2 separate regions of the Mus musculus genome follow, and region 1 is linked to region 2. Evidence: chromatin contacts called from public HiChIP or PLAC-seq data. All regions are on one chromosome and are shown on one strand. Each heading gives the region's core, a stretch centred on a gene start, on an enhancer-like site or on the middle of the called end of the contact. The rest is flanking DNA. Distances are from core to core; before and after follow the strand shown.

Region 1 (2,700 bases), core at 168-2,667, 950 kb before region 2:
ATAACACCACTCTACATGCACAGATACACACTCTTTTTTTTTTTTTTTTTTGGTTTTTCGAGACAGGGTTTCTCTGTGTAGCCCTGGCTGTCCTGGAACTCACTCTGTAGACCAGGCTGGCCTCGAACTCAGAAATCTGCCAGCCTCTGCCTCCCAAGTGCTGGGATTAAAGGCGTGCGCCACCACTGCCCAGCACATATACACACTCTTACACACTCGTGCAGACAGACGCACAGAGACATACATACGTACACACCCATGCACAGACACACACAGACACATGCACACACAGAGACACATGCATACACACACAGCCGGGCCATCCTCTCTGGCACGATCACCCTCTGTGCTGTGTAAATGGAACTGATGTTCTCTGAAGAGGCTACATTTGTCTTTGAGGATCTGCAGCTCTCTTGACCTTGGCTGTGTAGAACATGACACTTCCAGAGAGATGAAGGGTGTAGGTCACGAGTGCATCATCCCAGTTGTCTTCAGTCTCCCGTAGTAACCATTTTCGATCCACCTCTTGTATGACCTGACATCCTCTTGACTTTTAGAAGACATTCTTGACACACAAGGATGCAGCTTCCATCAACCCTTAAGCTAAGACTTTGATTCGATAGGTTTTTGAAAGCAGGGAGCTGTGCTTGCCTGCAGCCTTCAGGAAGCCAATGCTTCGGCCTGGCACTTTATAAAGCAGGAATCGACACACACACCTGCAATCTCATCTTGGAAGGTGGAGGCAGGAGGATCAGAAATTCTACAGCATCTTTGGTCACACGGAGCGTGTAAGGCTAGTCTGGATTATGTCTCAAAACCAGGGAACCAGTCATGGTTGCCCGGGACTTTAATCCGGGCACTCAGAGGCAGGTGGATTTCTGTGAGTTCAGCTCAGCATTTCCTTCAGCTGCTATGGTTTGTCTACCTGAAGGCACGGCCAATGCATTCTAGTTTTGCTTTGGGACAGGGTTTCATGTATCTCAGGCTGGTTTAGAACTCACGACCCAGGTGAGGGTGACCTTGAACTGATCCTTCGGTTTTCTGAGCAATAGCATGGCAGGCACGCCCACATGCAGTGCTGGGGACTGAACCTCTGGCTTTGTGTACTAGGTGAGCGGTTGAGCCACATCCCACTCCCCCATCCCCCACCCCCTCTATAATGTGCAATGATTCACGACTTGCCTTTTGTCCTGTGACTATACAGGCCAACGTCACCTTCCCAAGTGTCATTTCCCAGTCCTTTGCACTAACTTGAACTTGAACCTACTACTGGTCCAGAGAATGGAATCTGTGGCTCGGGGTGGGGTGGAGGCGGGTCATTCACTTTCCCTAAGGGCCATTCCTAGGACAGTGGGGTCCTGGGAAGAGACAGGCAGAAGGAATTACTGAGATACTATGGTCTCCTCCCAGAAGCCCTGTCCCTAGTGGGGAAGCCCATTTATTGCAGCCACTTAATCTGGTAAATTTGTTTATTTAGCAAGCGTAAGTTTATCCTTTCTCCTATCTCTTTTTTAAGCCAGGTTTTGGGGGTTCCCTCTGACATTCCGGCCTTCCTTACACTTTCTCCAAAGCCTCCCTTGGCACCATGTGGCCGCTTGCTAGCCACGTGTCTGACTTCCGTCCCAGCTTAAATGGCATGGTCCCAGTTCCCTTTCTGTGCTCTCCTCCTCTGGGCAGCTGCGGAGGTTTACAGCCTGCCCGCCCTGGGGGTTTTCTTTTAGACTCTAATAAAATTGTCCTTGTGTCTCCAATTGAGTTCATTCTTAAATCCGTTTATTAATGAAGCTAGGAACCCCAGGAGGGACCCCCTCAGTTTCCCCAGATCAGTTTGGGCAGAGCTGCTGTTTGACATGAGCAACCGCAGCTGGCTCAGCGCTAGCCCCGGGGGGGGGGGCCCCCACCTCACAGATGTCAGCAGTTCCTCCTTCCTTTCAGCTGGAAAACCCGAAAATATCTCCTGACATTGACAGATGTTCTGTGGGGGGCAATCACAGCCCCCCTCCCTTCCTGATGGAGAACCACGAAACGGCTGGAAAAAATGACCTTCCACTGTGGTACAGGAGCTGGCGCTCCGGCTGGGGCCCCTCTGGGGGTCAGAACCAGATGTTCTGCTTTGATCCTGACAATCTAACAGACTGTGTGGCCATGTGTTTCCTATCTGCTGGGGGCCCAGAGACCTCATTGTTCTGGGGCGGGGCCTGAAGTCTGTGGGAATTACCAGGCTCCCTGTGGGACGGTAGAGGGAAGAACATGTCAGTGATGTCTTGGTTAATGAAGAAACATGCCATTCTGTGAAAGGGGAAAAAAAAGAGAGAGAGAGACAAGTTGGTATTAGGGGTGCGTGCCGGTGGTGGTCCCTCCTCTTGGGAGGTGGAGGCAGGGGGATTTCAAGTTGAAGACTAGCCTGGGCTACCTATTGAGACCTTGACTCAAATAAGTAGGTAAATCAGCAAGGTGTTAGTGAGCTCAGCAGTCAGGGACAAGGACACGCACTGCTGCTGTCCCTGGGGGGTGGGGGTGGGGTAGCTCACAATGATCTGATCTGTGCAGCCAGATCCAGGGAGTTGACACGTCTGGCCTCTGTGGGGACATGCACGGACTAAAGCGTCTGCCTCCTGCTCGAGATCTGATTCTAGGCACCCACGGAGGAGCCCGCTGAGCCTTTAGGCTTAGCATTGGAGAGACAAGAGACTGGGGATC
Region 2 (2,700 bases), core at 120-2,619:
GCTCTCTCTCGCTCGCTTGGCATCAGGACTGCAGCCTCTTTCACTGGACACTGAGATGAGTCCCCAGGGTGTTCCCAGGGGAGAAAGCAGGTAACATCCCAGCTTTACCTAGGAATCCAGAGGACTTTAGGACTGTCCCTATGCACCCTGCAGGGCATCAGGAGACCAGGAAGGGATTCTAGCAGAGGGTAGGGGGCACAGAGGCAGAGCTGATTGCCCATGGGCTATCCCAGAATGCCTGGTCCTGAATCTAGCATCAGGAGGTGCAGGATTCCTAGGCTGCAATCTGACAGAGGCTTGCCCACTGTGTCAGGCCTGGGCAGCCCACAGAACCTGTCACTCTCCTCAATTGGTAGGAGAAGAGGTCTTGAGGTGACAGGAGGCAGAAGGCAGGCTCAGACAGTCAGAGAGCACCAAGCTTTCAAGTCCGCACCCCTGGGGTTCGGCATACCATCTTGCTGGCAGCTGGAAACCTGGTTCCCTGAAAGGGGGCCTCCATCCTCCAGAATGTAAGGCTCTTGATGCCACCGGATGCAGAGAGCCTTCTCGGGCCAGACAAAATTGCTGCTCCACCCCAGAGAAGATGTTCCAGCCTTCTTGGCATCTTAGAGGAAGGCCATGTCGCTGTCCTTTTCAGAGTAGCATATTTTTCAGTGATGGCTGCTCAGTCAGGAGGCTTCTGTCGCCTTACAAAGCACAGTGCGCTCTGGGCACTGTTTCTAAGCCACCCCATCCCACCCCCACCCCCGCCACCCCGGGGACAGAGGAAGATGCTAAAAGTCCCAGCAAAGAGGACAAAGCACCTTTCTTAAGCACTCCAGAGTCTTCCTTGTACCCCGCCCTCTCTTAGAGCTGGGTCTTTTGAGGGAAACGGATTGCTGAGCCCTCCCCCCCCCCCAATCCTCTCCTCTGTGGAGCTGTTTATCATCCTCTATTTATCAAAATCGCATCCATCTTTACCCTCTCCTTCGCTATAGCCTACTTCTGGATCACCCTCATCCAGTGCTGGTACCCCACAGCACTAAATCCAGGAACCCTGGGCTTGATCACCTGTTGCCACCTGTACACATGAAACCACCTGCTGGCCCGGCCCATGTCTCCTGCCCTCAGCCAGCAAGACATTCCTAGAGAGAGGAACTATGGGCTTAAAAGCCCCAACTGACTTCCTTTTGCCTGGGGACCTGAACCGACAAGACACCAGGGACACTTGTCTACATGAACATGTGACCAATGTACACCGATTTCTCATCTCTAGACCTATTATCTGAAGCCTGTCCCGGGCCATGACTAGAATGGCTTGTATCTGTGGTTTAGAGAAGTCTAATAATAACTGAGGGCAAACTGACTCTCTGGTAGCATGGAGCACCAGGCGGATGGAGCTCACCAGCTCTGTCCAGGTTTCAAAGGAGGAGACTGTTGGGCTCTTCAAGGTCTGGACAAGAGGAAAGCCACATTGCCCCCTTGGGAACCCAGGTTCTCCTTTTGAACTTCTCACAGCTGCAAGCACCCCTTTCAAAGACCAAATGCATCCTCCTCCACATTCCTTGCTCCCTGGAGGCCTGGCTCTGGATACACCTGAGTCTTCGTTCACCTACTACACTTTAGGAGCAGGAACTTCAAGCAGGTGACATCCACAGGGCCCAGTCCCAGCCAAGGGAGCAACATTCCAACGCTTGGACCAATCATAATGATCTGCCCGTGAGGGTAACCGCAACTAGAGACCTGCTTGGGAGAAAACAAAATGACTTCTCATTCCATGCCATGCCTCTGAATGCTCCCCCAAGCTGCCATCTTGGTATAAAATGGGACTTGTGTTGTGGGGAACCCCTTGACCCCAACAGGTTTTCCCAACTGTCTCATGCTTTTGTGAATCTGTCTGCTTTGATCTGTAAAACTCAGCCTTGTTTGGGCAGCTTGTAATTTCAACAGTGAGGCGACATCGATTAGATGAGAGGCACCAGGCCTCTCCGCCGCCGTCCCTCTGTGGCCGTCCCTCTGGGGTTGAGCAGAACCTAGAAGAAGGCCGATTTCCAGTGGCCAGACTGGACCAGAAACAGCCCCCACCCCAATCCCTGTAAATAGAGTCAATAGCAAAATAAGAGGGGCGCCCTCCATGTCACCTCAAGTAGCTACTGGTTCTTCTGTGGAGGCCCCTCTGAACTCATTGTCTGGTAGTTGAAAATGTGATGTTGTGCTGTTTGTTTATAGAACATTGGCTTTTTATATATAAATCTATATACTTAAAAACAAAAACAAAAACAAAAAAAATGGAAAGAAACCCCCACAGTTTGTGTCGTGCTAGTGCCGGGGACCATCTGTAGGGATCTCATTGTGTGTTTGGATTATGTATGCCAGCCTTTCTCGGGTTCCTCCTTCTTTTTTTTTTTCTTTGTCATTTCCCTACTCCCGATTTGGTTTTTCTCTCTCGCTCTGAAAATGAAAGAGATGGCTTGAAGAGCCAAGCTCCTACTCCTTTACTTTATAGGCGAATTAACTTTGCCCTTCTTTTAGGGGACCAGGAACAAGCACAGGAAACAGAAATTAGGAAGCAAGAGGGTAGGAGAGAAGAGTGAGGGGAGGAGCTAGCCAGGGAGACAGGAGAGCAGGGTGGTTTCGCAGCCAGATGATGGCTGTGGCCCAGGACGGAGCCTGGATTAGCATGCTCCACCAGAGGCTGGTATTGTTTTGCATGGAAATGGT

The links. HiChIP or PLAC-seq counts read pairs in DNA pulled down with a chosen protein or histone mark.
Region 1: an H3K27ac HiChIP or PLAC-seq map of large pre-B cells shows a contact between it and region 2, with 1.9 times the contacts expected there. The contact joins two enhancer-like sites. A contact is called at or near these places in 1 of 39 promoter capture datasets (hippocampal neurons), 1 of 15 datasets of contacts at CTCF or cohesin (large pre-B cells) and 1 of 115 datasets of contacts at active chromatin or transcription factors (large pre-B cells).

Annotation. Positions count from the first base shown.
Region 1 is chr4:140,683,673-140,686,372 of GRCm38.p6, reverse strand. It overlaps Gm13025 (a long non-coding RNA gene), which reads right to left. Exons shown (of 3, transcript XR_001784551.2): 3 at 262-2,289. Among named protein-coding and RNA genes, the nearest start is that of Gm13025, 5.3 kb to the right of the region's middle. Within about 2 kb of position 1,417, at least 126 of the 459 cell types and tissues checked have an H3K27ac peak or open chromatin away from gene starts, as enhancers often do.
Region 2 is chr4:139,737,635-139,740,334 of GRCm38.p6, reverse strand. It overlaps Pax7 (paired box 7), which reads left to right. Exons shown (of 9, transcript NM_011039.2): 9 at 1-2,254. Among named protein-coding and RNA genes, the nearest start is that of Gm42334, 4.0 kb to the right of the region's middle. Within about 2 kb of position 1,369, at least 11 of the 459 cell types and tissues checked have an H3K27ac peak or open chromatin away from gene starts, as enhancers often do.